Regions from separate parts of the Sus scrofa genome. Here regions 2, 3 and 4 are each linked to region 1. A link is a contact called in public Hi-C and HiChIP or PLAC-seq data. All regions are on one chromosome and are shown on one strand. The core of a region is the stretch at or near the end of the contact, and the rest is flanking DNA. Distances in the headings are between cores, read along the strand shown.

Evidence for each region. A called contact is a pair of places that touch in the nucleus more often than the background predicts. HiChIP or PLAC-seq counts read pairs in DNA pulled down with a chosen protein or histone mark.
Region 2: a contact with region 1 is called in an H3K27ac HiChIP or PLAC-seq map of alveolar macrophages. The contact joins the promoter of DDX39B here to the promoter of ABHD16A in region 1. A contact is called at or near these places in 1 of 5 promoter capture datasets (skeletal muscle), 1 of 47 Hi-C or Micro-C datasets (epiblast stem cells) and 1 of 2 datasets of contacts at active chromatin or transcription factors (alveolar macrophages).
Region 3: a contact with region 1 is called in a Hi-C map of epiblast stem cells, with 1.8 times the contacts expected there. The contact joins the promoter of SLC44A4 here to the promoter of ABHD16A in region 1. A contact is called at or near these places in 1 of 47 Hi-C or Micro-C datasets (epiblast stem cells) and 1 of 2 datasets of contacts at active chromatin or transcription factors (alveolar macrophages).
Region 4: an H3K27ac HiChIP or PLAC-seq map of alveolar macrophages shows a contact between it and region 1. The contact joins the promoter of NEU1 here to the promoter of ABHD16A in region 1. A contact is called at or near these places in 1 of 5 promoter capture datasets (liver), 2 of 47 Hi-C or Micro-C datasets (epiblast stem cells and fetal liver) and 2 of 2 datasets of contacts at active chromatin or transcription factors (alveolar macrophages and skeletal muscle).

Annotation. Positions count from the first base shown.
Region 1 is chr7:23,813,524-23,816,223 of Sscrofa11.1, reverse strand. ABHD16A (abhydrolase domain containing 16A) reads left to right here and starts at 1,331. Exons shown (of 20, transcript NM_001195326.1): 1 at 1,331-1,502; 2 at 2,489-2,545. The coding sequence starts at 1,371. It also overlaps a transcript of LY6G6F not described here.
Region 2 is chr7:23,666,338-23,669,079 of Sscrofa11.1, reverse strand. DDX39B (DExD-box helicase 39B) reads left to right here and starts at 1,463. Exons shown (of 10, transcript NM_001005157.1): 1 at 1,463-1,673; 2 at 2,452-2,579. The coding sequence starts at 1,463.
Region 3 is chr7:23,975,804-23,978,503 of Sscrofa11.1, reverse strand. It overlaps SLC44A4 (solute carrier family 44 member 4), which reads left to right and starts at 1,274. Exons shown (of 21, transcript NM_001101818.1): 1 at 1,274-1,324. The coding sequence starts at 1,291. EHMT2 (euchromatic histone lysine methyltransferase 2) reads left to right here. Exons shown (of 29, transcript NM_001101823.1): 29 at 316-821. The coding sequence ends at 496.
Region 4 is chr7:23,957,364-23,960,063 of Sscrofa11.1, reverse strand. NEU1 (neuraminidase 1) reads left to right here and starts at 1,405. Exons shown (of 6, transcript NM_001101822.1): 1 at 1,405-1,706; 2 at 2,120-2,312. The coding sequence starts at 1,545. SLC44A4 (solute carrier family 44 member 4) reads left to right here. Exons shown (of 21, transcript NM_001101818.1): 21 at 885-1,129. The coding sequence ends at 1,006.

The DNA of each region.
Region 1 (2,700 bases), core at 82-2,581:
AGGAAAAAAAAAAAAAAAAAAAAAAAAAGCAAAAGAGTTTATATACTATGTAGGTGTAAGATACAAAGAAAAATAAAACAAATCTGTATATCTATTGAGAAATAGAATATTACCCTTTCGGCCAAAGATCTTCTATGCTATGTAACAATATTCTAAACTTGCTCTTTAGTAATTGCTGTTGTGGTTCAGCGTTAACGAACCAGACTAGTATCCATGAGGATGCAGGTTCAACCCCTGGCTTGGCTCAGCGTATTAAGGATCTGCCTTTGCTGTTACTGAAGTGTAGGTCACAGATGCAGCTCCCATCTGGTGTCACTGTGCCTATGGCGTAGGCGTAGGTCACAGATGCAGCTCCCATCTGGTGTCACTGTGCCGATGGCGTAGGCCTTCAGCTACAGTTCTGATTCGACCCCTGGTCTGGGAACATCCATATGCCACATCTGCAGCCCTAAAATAAATAAATAAATAAATAAATAAATAAATTTGCTCTTTAACATACCTGACTATTAAATTTTATGTGTTTGAGAGGAGTCCCCGCTGTGGTTCGGCAGAAACAAATTTGACTAGTATCCAGGAGGACGCAAGCCTCGCCCAGTGGGTTAAGGATCAGGCATTGCGCTGAGCTGCAGTGTAGGTTGCAAAGGAGGCTTGGATCTTGCATTGCTGTCTGTGGCTGCTGTGCAGGTGGGCAGCTGTAGCTCCGATTTGACCCCTAACCTGGGAACTTCCATGTGCCACGGGTGCGGCCCCTAAATTTATTTATTTATTTATTTATTTATTTATTTCATGTGTTTTTGAATTTTATACCACGGTGTCATGTTGCGTGTAATATTCTGTGGCTTTCTTTTTTTCCAACACTATGTATATGGTTTTGAGATTTGTTCATGCTAAAGTGAGATAATTTATCCTGCTGAAAACCAGTACTTCACACATCTTAGCAATACTATCCTCCCATACATGACCAAGGCGCAACTCCCAATTCATCCAAGGCTTTGCTTTTCTCTTTCAATAAATGCTGTAATTTTCACCGTAAAATCTTGCATTTCTTTTATTAGATGTATTTCTAAACACCTTTTTTGTTGCTCTTGTCAACTATCGCTCGAGAGTCTGACAGCATTAAGAGACAGAAAAAAGTGACAACATTTTAGCTCTCCGCGTTCCAAACGCTTTCAACTAATTTCTGACCATTGCTGTACCCGTAGCTCCAAACGCAAGAAACCCTGCTCGAGGAGCGCTGAAGATGTCTCAGCTCCGCGCGAGGCGGAGCCGGTACGTGCTGACGTCAAGGGCACGCAACACCTCGGAGGCGGGGGAGGGCGGGGCCGGCGGGGGGACCTGCTGCTGGAAGAGCAGCGGCCCGGGCCGGGGCTATGGCGAAGCTGCTGAGCTGCGTCCTAGGACCCCGGCTCTACAAAATCTACCGGGAAAGGGACTCAGAAAGGGCCGCGTCTGGTGTCCCTGGGACTCCAACTTCAGTCACTACCGCCTCTTCCAGCTCCTGGGTGAGTCGAGTTCTCCCCTGGTTAAAAACATGGTATGGCCCAAGCCCCTTTGCGGCCTTTGCTCCCCAGAAGCGTCCATTATTAGGAATCGGGGGAGCCAGTTTGTCAGGCCAGGTGTCGCAAAGTCTGCGCTCTTTGTGCTTCCTGGATTAAAGTCACGTCTGTGAACTGGTTGACTCCTTTGTCGCTGTTTGCCGGTGTTTTCTCATTCCGACTCCCACTCCTTGCCTTTTCCTCTCTCGGCCCCTCACCCTGCGGGTCGTGGTTTATGCCTGTCCCCATTGGCTTTTAAGTCGGGAAGAGACCCTGCGCGGATTCCGGAGCTGGATGATTTTGCCATCAAACTCTCCATTTCTTCTTACTCAATGCCCTACGCGGTTCCCTTTATCTTCCGTGGCCTTGAATTTCAAAATGACTTCTTCAGCAGCATATCATATGTTCGTTTTTCCCACCCCACCCCCGCCTACCGTGGAGACCCCGGGATCATTGCGTTCATAAAAGCCAGGGTAGGGCGGTAGGCTGTGCCCCTAAACGTTCTCTTCCTTTTTGTCAGTAGTCTCAAATTATGTTTACTGTCCTCTACACACCGCCCACCCCAGCCAAATTCCCTTCCTTTATCACCCTACTCTTCTTTCTGATGCTCTTCTGTCCCTCTTAAAGTTGTCATAGTGTCTTGCCTTCTCTAACCCCTCTCCCCTATGCACACAACTCATTTGAAACTGGGTCGTGAAGAAGGAGCAAAAGTCGTCCAAGGATGCTTTCACCTTAGCTCCCAAGCCCAGCCCCCTGTTCTCATGGTCTGGGGTGGAAAATCAGGTTCTGAGTTGGGGTGAGGGAGAAGGGCTTTCTTGAGAGACAGGGCTGTCCCAGGAGAGGTGGCTTTGGGGGTGAGAACCAGAAGACATACATCAGGGCTTCTGGAAGGGAAGGGGCTGGGGGGATATGTCAATGAGTAGGGTTCTTAATTCGGCCATCTGTTTTGGCAGGATACATATTATCAGCCCCGTGCCCTCGAGAAACATGCTGACAGCATCCTCGCGCTGGTACGTCTGCCCTGGCCTCTGAGGCTTCTGCATCTTTTCAGACCCAGCTGCCCTCCTGAACTTTCTCCTCCCTACCTAGGCGTAGGCTGCACCCCTGGGGGTGGGGGATGCTCCGGGCTCTGCTGCAGATGTCTCCAGCACACACGCTGAAGCTG
Region 2 (2,742 bases), core at 214-2,713, 150 kb after region 1:
GGGGTGGGGAGCGGGGAACCGGAAGTGAAGGCCGATTCCCTCCTTCGTCGCTGTTGCCGCCGCCATACGCCTTCGCCTTGTTCAGGTAAGGTTTGGCTTTCAGCACAATCCGACTCCATCTGCGTTTCTCTGCGGCCATCCCGTCGCAGGGCTCCTGATAACCCTTGTACAAGCTACGGTCTGGTCGCCGGGGTCTGATTGAGTTGTTACTTCCACCGCATACATTCCTTTCAAGAGCAAGAAGGTTGGGGGGGCGGAGGCAGGGAAGCGGCGCGCGGGGGAGGGGGGGAAGTCCAAGATGGTGGCCCTGGCGCCATTGTGTTTCCTTTACTCTTCGCTCCTCCAGTGGGCGCCTGCTTAATCGGAGGCCCCAGCGGCGATGAGAGGTGACGCTAGGCGTCCTCTGGCCTTGGGCATTTGCGGAGGGCGGGGCTCTTTTCATCCTCCCGCTTATTTTTGCGTTGTCGGCTCGCGGTAGTGGGAATCGGCGGCTTCTGGGCCTAGTTGAACTTTTCTCATTTCGGCCTTCCCACTATTATTTAGAGCGTTTTAATTGTTTAGGAATGGTGTCAATGTGTTTTTCGGAAAGGGGGTGAGGCCTGAAGAGTAACGCAATGGTGACGAAGGTTTTACTTATTAACTGGAAAGAGGATTCATCTTAGTTATTGGCCTGCTTTTCATTCATTGTTTGTTGGGGAGATGAATTTTTCCCGGTCTGGCATTTCTCTAGACCCCTCCCCCCGCCATAAGTTACCCAAGGCCTTTAAACGCCAGAAGGCGGTTACTGAGGAGTGGGAGGCTGGAGTGCTGGGGAGAGGTGGGTGGCAGCCACATGATGTTTTCATTTTGAAAAGTGAGAGCTTTGCGCAGTGACGACTTTTATCTATCACCCTTGACTGATGGCTGCTGTATTAGAAGTTGAGATTGTACACTTCGTAGGGAAAGCACAAGATCTTGAGGGCCTGTCATTTTGTCGTTTTCATTCTCCGTTCTTAAGTCATTATCTATGTTCTGCTTTTCATGGTTTTTTTTTTTTTTTCTTTCTTTCTTTCTTTGCTGCTGTCACAGACCTGGGATTTGTAAGCTGATCTTGCCCTTCCAACTTCCGGGTTTCTGCTTCTTTGAGCTGAGGTTTTGGGGAACCTGTGTCCTAATCACCTCCTCTGGGACCACTTTTTTCATTCCCTGTATTACGTTTGCTTTTCCCTTTTAATTCTTGTGGGTTTTTTTGTTACTTTCAATGTTTCATAGTTTAGGGAAAGTGGAAAGTGTGGGGATGGAAGAGGTGGCTAAGGCTCTGCTCATGACTGATGAGTCTTCTCTCTGGTTTTTTTCCCTAGCTCTTCTGTCAGAAACTAGTATTTCTTTTCCTCTCCTGTTCCTCGAGCCTCCACTCTCCCCTGTCTTATTCTGTGTGAACCCAGCCGGAGACGCCTCCCCTTCTCCCCCTGCCGGCCCAGTTATGGCAGAGAACGATGTGGACAATGAGCTCTTGGATTATGAAGACGATGAGGTGGAGACAGCAGCTGGGGGAGATGGGGCTGAGGCCCCTGCCAAGAAGGATGTCAAGGGCTCCTATGTCTCCATCCACAGCTCTGGCTTTCGTGACTTCCTGCTCAAGCCAGAGTTGCTCCGGGCCATTGTTGACTGTGGCTTTGAGCATCCATCAGAAGGTAAATTTTCCTCAGACTTTTAAAGGATGTGAGAAACATGGTTATGGTCTTTTAGTGATACGGAATTATATAAGATAGATTAGGGAAGAAGTACCAAAAACTGTTTTAGCAGTAGAAAGAGTTATATATAGGTTGGTTTTTCATTCATGGTGACAAGTAAGTGCTAGTGATGTAAAAGTAATTTAGATAGAGATCTGTTTTTCATCTTGTGACTGGCTTTTCTCCTTGTCTGCTTGTTTTTAATTTTGTTTCTTTGACTTTTAATTTAAAATTTCCAGAGAGGAGCTGGTTGGACTCTTGAGCCAAGCCAGCTCTGGTCTCTGGAAACCGTTATGGCTGGTCTAAAGGTGGCTGGCTTTGGGTCAGGTACCAAGTCCTTCATTTTGTCCAAGGTTGCAGGGTTATGTGACCCAAAGCATGACAGCCTAAGTAGGAGAAATGGCCTGTGGCAGGCACTCAAAAGTCATGGATTGTTACAGATTAAGAAACATTCGGACAGAGTCAGGAGCACCTAAGGCAAGCAATTGGTAGGTGCAAGAGGGTTGTTAGCAGGACTGTGGGGGTCTGGAACTGGAGGAGGCCAATGTTAGAAGGAACTGGGAAGGTCTGATTTGGGGATTACTTTGATTACTCGAGGGAGCAGAGGTAGAAAGGGTCTGGAAATCGACAAGAACCATTTAAGAATTGAGTAGAGAGAAACGGGTTTGGCATGGTGAAAAAGCTGGCCAAGTTAGCTGGAGACTGAAGTCTAATTATCCTTTTTCCCCCCTCCTTATAGTTCAGCATGAATGCATCCCTCAGGCCATCCTGGGAATGGATGTCCTATGCCAGGCCAAGTCAGGCATGGGGAAGACAGCGGTGTTTGTGCTGGCTACACTGCAACAGCTGGAGCCAGTTACTGGGCAGGTATGCTTGGGGAAAGTGCTGGAGGAGGCATTTTGGTTTGCAGTGTTCGGGAAGGGTGTTTGTGTCAGCTCCATGATGCATTCAGAGCCACCAGTGCTTGTTGCTAAGGTGACCTCTCATTCTTGACTGACAGCCGTGGGGAATGTTCTGTAGTAATCATGGG
Region 3 (2,700 bases), core at 25-2,524, 160 kb before region 1:
TGGGACGCGGCCATGGGTGTGGGAGGGGCAGCCGGCCCGGGACCAGAGCAGGAAGGCTGGAGAGTGCCTGCTCTCCAGGCACGGATTAGAGCAGAGCTTCTCTGAAACGGGCCATAAACAGAGTCCCAAGCCGCACAGGTTTTGAGTCAGTAGGTTTGGGATGAGGCCCAAGAGTCCTCATTCCTAACAAGCTCCTGGGCAGCGCTGGGGCTGTAGGTGCAGAGAGCATAGGAGGCCTCAGAGCCCCGCAGAAGATGGGGACAGATGCTTCGGAGTGGGTCTGGGTCCCACAGACCGCCTGTGCTCCCCTGACAGGTTTGACTATGGTGACCGCTTCTGGGACATCAAAAGCAAATATTTCACCTGCCAGTGTGGCTCTGAGAAGTGCAAGCACTCAGCGGAGGCCATCGCCCTGGAGCAGAGCCGCCTGGCCCGCCTGGACCCCCACCCCGAGCTGCTGCCCGAGCTCAGCTCCTTGCCCCCCGTCAACCCCTGAGAGTGGACCACACACACCCCTCCCTACCCCAGGACGGCCACCAACTCGGCAGCCACCTCTGCTACTTGCTGCCCACAGCCCACACCTGGGGGTGCCACAGTCTCCTGTCCCTGCACCCCTCCACACATTCCTCAGCCAGAGATCCCCGCCAGGCCCTGGAGGTCTGACAGCCCCTCTCTCCCAGAGCTGGTTCCTCCCTGGGAGAGTGACTTCAGGGCTGGCCACCCCCCTGTTCCCCATCCTTAGCTGAAGTTTGATGAATTGAAATTGGGGCCCTATGCTAACTGGTTTCCTTTGTTCTCAATAAATGTTGGGTTTGTAATAAGCCGAGGGGTTGCAGCCAGAGGGAACGTGGGTGCGAGGGGCAGGTGAGGATGGGAAGCAGGCCGGGCAGGTGTGCCTGGTGTGGCTGGTGCGGCTGGCCGCCCGGGGGAGGGGCAGGGGGTGACCGGGTGCAGGATCTCTGGTCAAGGCCAAATCTCATCTGGACACTTAATCTTTTGCGGGAGGGTGTGGGCGGGAGTGTACAACCAGTGAGGAAGTTGGCAAAATTGAGGAGGGTTTTCTTAGAGCGTGCGGGAGTCCTTCAGGTCGTGGTCCTTGAGGCCTGAGCAAGTAGCCTTGACCTGACCCCATCCCAGGCTCGCCTTCCAGCTCAGAGTCAAGTAGGAGGAACTAGAGTGTGTCAGGGACCACAGGCAGGGGTGGGGCTGTGACGTGCCAGAGGGAGGGCGGGGCAGGTGGCAGGTGAGCTGCCAGGTCTCCCAGGCTCCAATCACTCCGGAGACTGAGCCATGGGGGAAAAACAGGACCCAGACAAGGCCTACGGTGAGGCTGGGGCCAGGCTGGGATGGGGGCTCGGGCTCCAGTGAGGAAAGGGAGAGCTACACTGGGAATGGGGAGGGGGGCGCGGTGCTGGGGTCGCCCCAAGGAGTGGAGCTGAGGGGAGCCGTAGTCCCAGAGGGGAGGGACCAGGAAATGAGCTGATGGAAGAAGGTCCTGGGAGGAGGACGGGGTTCTGGGGCTGGGAGCCATGGCTGGGGAGCCTTCCCGGAGTGCATCTGGGGTCCCTGGGAGGAGGGGGTGCTATCAGCCCTGGACTCTGGTTCTCTGGAGGCAGGGCCCTGGGAAGCAGAGCCTGAACCGGAAGGAGGCAGGGACAGGGTCCTGAGGAGGGGAAAGGGCTCAGGCTGGGGGTGTCAGGTGCTGCAGAGCCTGGGAGGGGTGAGCTGGGGTCTAGGCAGCTGTCAGGAGAAGCAGCTGCGGTCCCCAAGAGGAGGAGGAGTTTCGGCCTGGACTCTGGGTCTCTGAGGGGACAGGGTGCTGGGGGTCCCTCTGAGGAGCTGGGGCTGCAGATCTTGGTGGAGAGGGGGCTGGGGGCCTGTCTCGAGGGTCTCTGTTAGGAGGGTGTACACAGAGGAATGGGGAGCAGCACCTGCTGAGGGTCCTCTGCAGGGTAAGGCCTCAGGAAAGGGAGCAGGGAGCCTGTCTCCAGAATCTGTGAGGAACAAGGCTGGGAGGCTGCCCAGGGGTCCCCAGGCCTGGGGTTGGGGGGCGGGAGTCTGAAGGGAGAGGACACTGGGACACCTGTGAGCATCGAAGGCTAGGGGGTTGCCTGCCGAGGCCCCCTGGGGTCTGGGGTTCTGAACTTCTCTCTGGAAAGAAGGGAACCCAAAGGAGGGGCCTCCCAGAAGCCTTCCTTGGTCCAAAGGGAATTAGGGGAGGGAGCAGTGAGGGCGCCTCGTAAGCTTCAGCTTCCCGGAGCGGCTTTGGGTCAATCATTGACATCATGTCCGAGAACCTTGGAGGGACAGAGTCCAGGGCACCAGGGACAATGGACCACACCCCATCCCAGCCCTCTGTCCTCCCTCCTCGATGCCCACAGGGGACCCTGGCTGCCTGGCCCCACCCCCTCTCTGTGTGTACTCAGGGAGGACCAGGAACAGGACGTGGCCCCAATCTCAACTGCCAGGCTCAGGTGTCACCGGGACTGCCCTCCCAGGGACTGACAGTAGCCTGGAGACCAGACCGAAGTCCTTTCGGGGTGGGGGTCTGCAGGGGCCCCTCCCCTCCCCGGGCCTTGGGGGAGTGGATGCCTTCGGTTCCAGTGTCTTTCCCCTTAGCTTGGGGCCGGGGGTAGAGGAAGGGGCTGGGGTCGATGCCGAAGGGGCTATGACCTCCCTGAAAAGCTCTGAATCTGCGCC
Region 4 (2,700 bases), core at 156-2,655, 140 kb before region 1:
AATAGCAATTTCATGAGTTATAGAAGCCAGAGCCTGAGGGAGCCTCTACTAACATCCTCAGGCCAGGTATTTGGGAAGCAGTATGGGAGTGAGCCCCTAGTCTCCTGCGCTCTCCCAAGAAGGAGCATTCCAGGGGAGAGGCCTCTGGCATCTTCCTGCAGAAAATCTAGGGAAGAGAGTTCCTGCTGTGGTACAGCAAGCTAAGGATCTGGTGCTGTCTCTGCGGCAGGGCAGGTTCCATCCCTGGCCCTGTACATTGGGTTAAAGATCCGGCATTGCGAAGCTGTGCCCTAAGCCCTTCTGTATACCACGAATGCGGGGTGGCGGGGGCGGGGGGGGGGAGGAAGAAAGAAAGAAGAAAGAGAGAAAGAAAGAGAGAGAGAGAATGAAAGAAAGAAAGAGAAAGAGAGAGAAAGAAGAGAGAAAGAAAGAAAGGAAAGAAAGAAAGAGAGAGAGAGAGAGAGAGAGAGAGAGAGAGAGAGAGAGAGAGAGAGAGAGAGAGAAAGAAAGATAGATCTAGGGATGAAGTTAGCCACAGCAGACTCCCCAGCAGGTGGCTGTAGAGAGTGAGGATTTTCTCACCCTACTGTATGCATTCATTTGGGATATCTTAAGTACCAGGCTCTCCGCTAAGAAACTGACATGTATCATGTATTTTTTTCCGTTAATCCCTTTCATTCTATGAAACATAGTATTATCGACTCCACTCTACAGATGACCTATTTACATAACCTATTTAGCAGTTTACAAAAATTGCCCCAAAAAACAGCTGGTGGGAATGCAGCCAGGAAACCAGGCAGCTGTCTCTTGGTCCTTGATTTCCACCCCCGGGAATGGGGTTAGCCCCCAACGTTCCGTTCTTATGGGTCTATGTCGCGCCTCAGTGGAAGACCTGGAGAGGAACGACGGCTCCCTGGACCGGCCCTACTACATGTCCAAAGCCCTTCTGAAGATTCTGGGCAAGAAGAACGAGGTGCCCTCGGGAGACAAGAAGAGGAAGAAGTGAGAGACGTAGCCCTGATCCAAAACAGCACCCCGCCTGTACAGCCTCCCAGCCTCATTCCCGCCTTCCAGATGTCGATTTTGTAGTAAAAAGATTAAAAGATTGATATTGTGTTTTCTCAAAAACTCTGGGACTTTTATTTCCTCCAAGACCACACGCTGCCCTCCCCCGCCCACCTGGCTCTTTAAAAGGGGCCCTGCCCCTGTGACGCCCCTACACCCCCACCAGTATCACGGCCAATCAAAAGGCATCTGTGGAGTTATGCCCGCCCCCTTCTTCAATCAAACCAATAGTCTTCCCGTTCGGGTCACGCGCTCCGGGACTTCAAAGAAGGCCCATTGGACAACGTAGAGAGGAGGTGCTGAAGGGTCACGTGAGGAGTTACGCGAGGGCCAATTAAAGTCGCGGTAGCTCGGCTGGGGGCCCTGACTTGCTGTGGATTTGAGGGTGACATCTGAGCATTTAAAGGGCTGGGGTCAACTGAGCGACTCAAGCCCGCGTCTAATCGTGGAGCCAGGGTCGCGGCCGCCGCGGGGGAGAGATGACTGCGGAGCGACCCGGCGCAGTGCCCCTGGGCAGACCCGGGAGACCGCCTATGCTGGGATTAGGGGAAGCCTATAGGGCCCAGGTATTTGCCTCGATCTTCCTGCTGCTGTTGTCTCCGGCAGGAGTCGGAGCCAGGGCAAAGAACGACTTCAGTCTGGTGAGTTAACCCTCGCATGGCCCCATCCCCAACCACGCAGGCGGTCGGTCTGTGTCAGGTTGTACGCCCGGGACGCAGGCTGCTAAGCCCCCTCTCCTTTCCCAATCCCTGCCCCTCTCTGGGTTCCTCGTCCTCTTTCCTTCTGAGGCTCCTCATTCGAGCTCCTTCCCCTTTTGAGGTTTCCCTATCCCAGAGGGCTTCTTCTCCCCTCGTAGTCCCTTACGCTGCCTAGAGACTCCAGCTTCGCTACAAACTCTCCTCAGGGTTCCCCTTCCTTGTTCTGGGAAACCTGCTCCCACTTGGGGTCCCTACCACCCTACCTTTCCCAGGGGAACCTGCGTCTGAGTTGCTATTCATTCACCCTAAAGCCCAAGTCACATTTGTTCAGTTCACCGGAACTCCTCCCTTCACAGGTGCACCCGCTGGTGACCATGGAGCAACTGCTGTGGGTGAGCGGAAAACAGATCGGTTCTGTGGACACCTTCCGCATCCCACTCATCACCACCACTCCTCGAGGCACCCTCCTTGCCTTCGCTGAGGCCAGGAAAATGTCAGCATCGGATAAAGGCGCTAAATTCATTGCTCTGCGGAGATCCATGGACCAGGGTAAAACTATGCCTGGGAGTTCCCACCACCGCTTAGCAGTAATGAACCCGACTAGTAACCATGAGGATGTGGGTTCAGTCCCTGGCCTTGCTCAGTGGGTTCAAGGATCTGACGGTGCTGTGATCTGTGGTGTTGGTTGCAAACCTGGCTTGGATCCCTCATTGCTGTGGCAAAGGCCGGTGGGTGCAGCTCCAATTTGACACCTAGCCTGGCAACTTCCATATGCCGCACGCAGGGGCAGCCCTAAAAAAAAAAAAAAAAGCCTGTGTGGCAAGATGTTGAATGGGTGGGGAGCCTGATTTTCCGTAGAGCCCTGGAGCTGCTGGGTCCCTGAAGACTAGAGGCAACCTAAGAAGGGAAGGTGTCCAGGGCAGTAATGCAGACATTG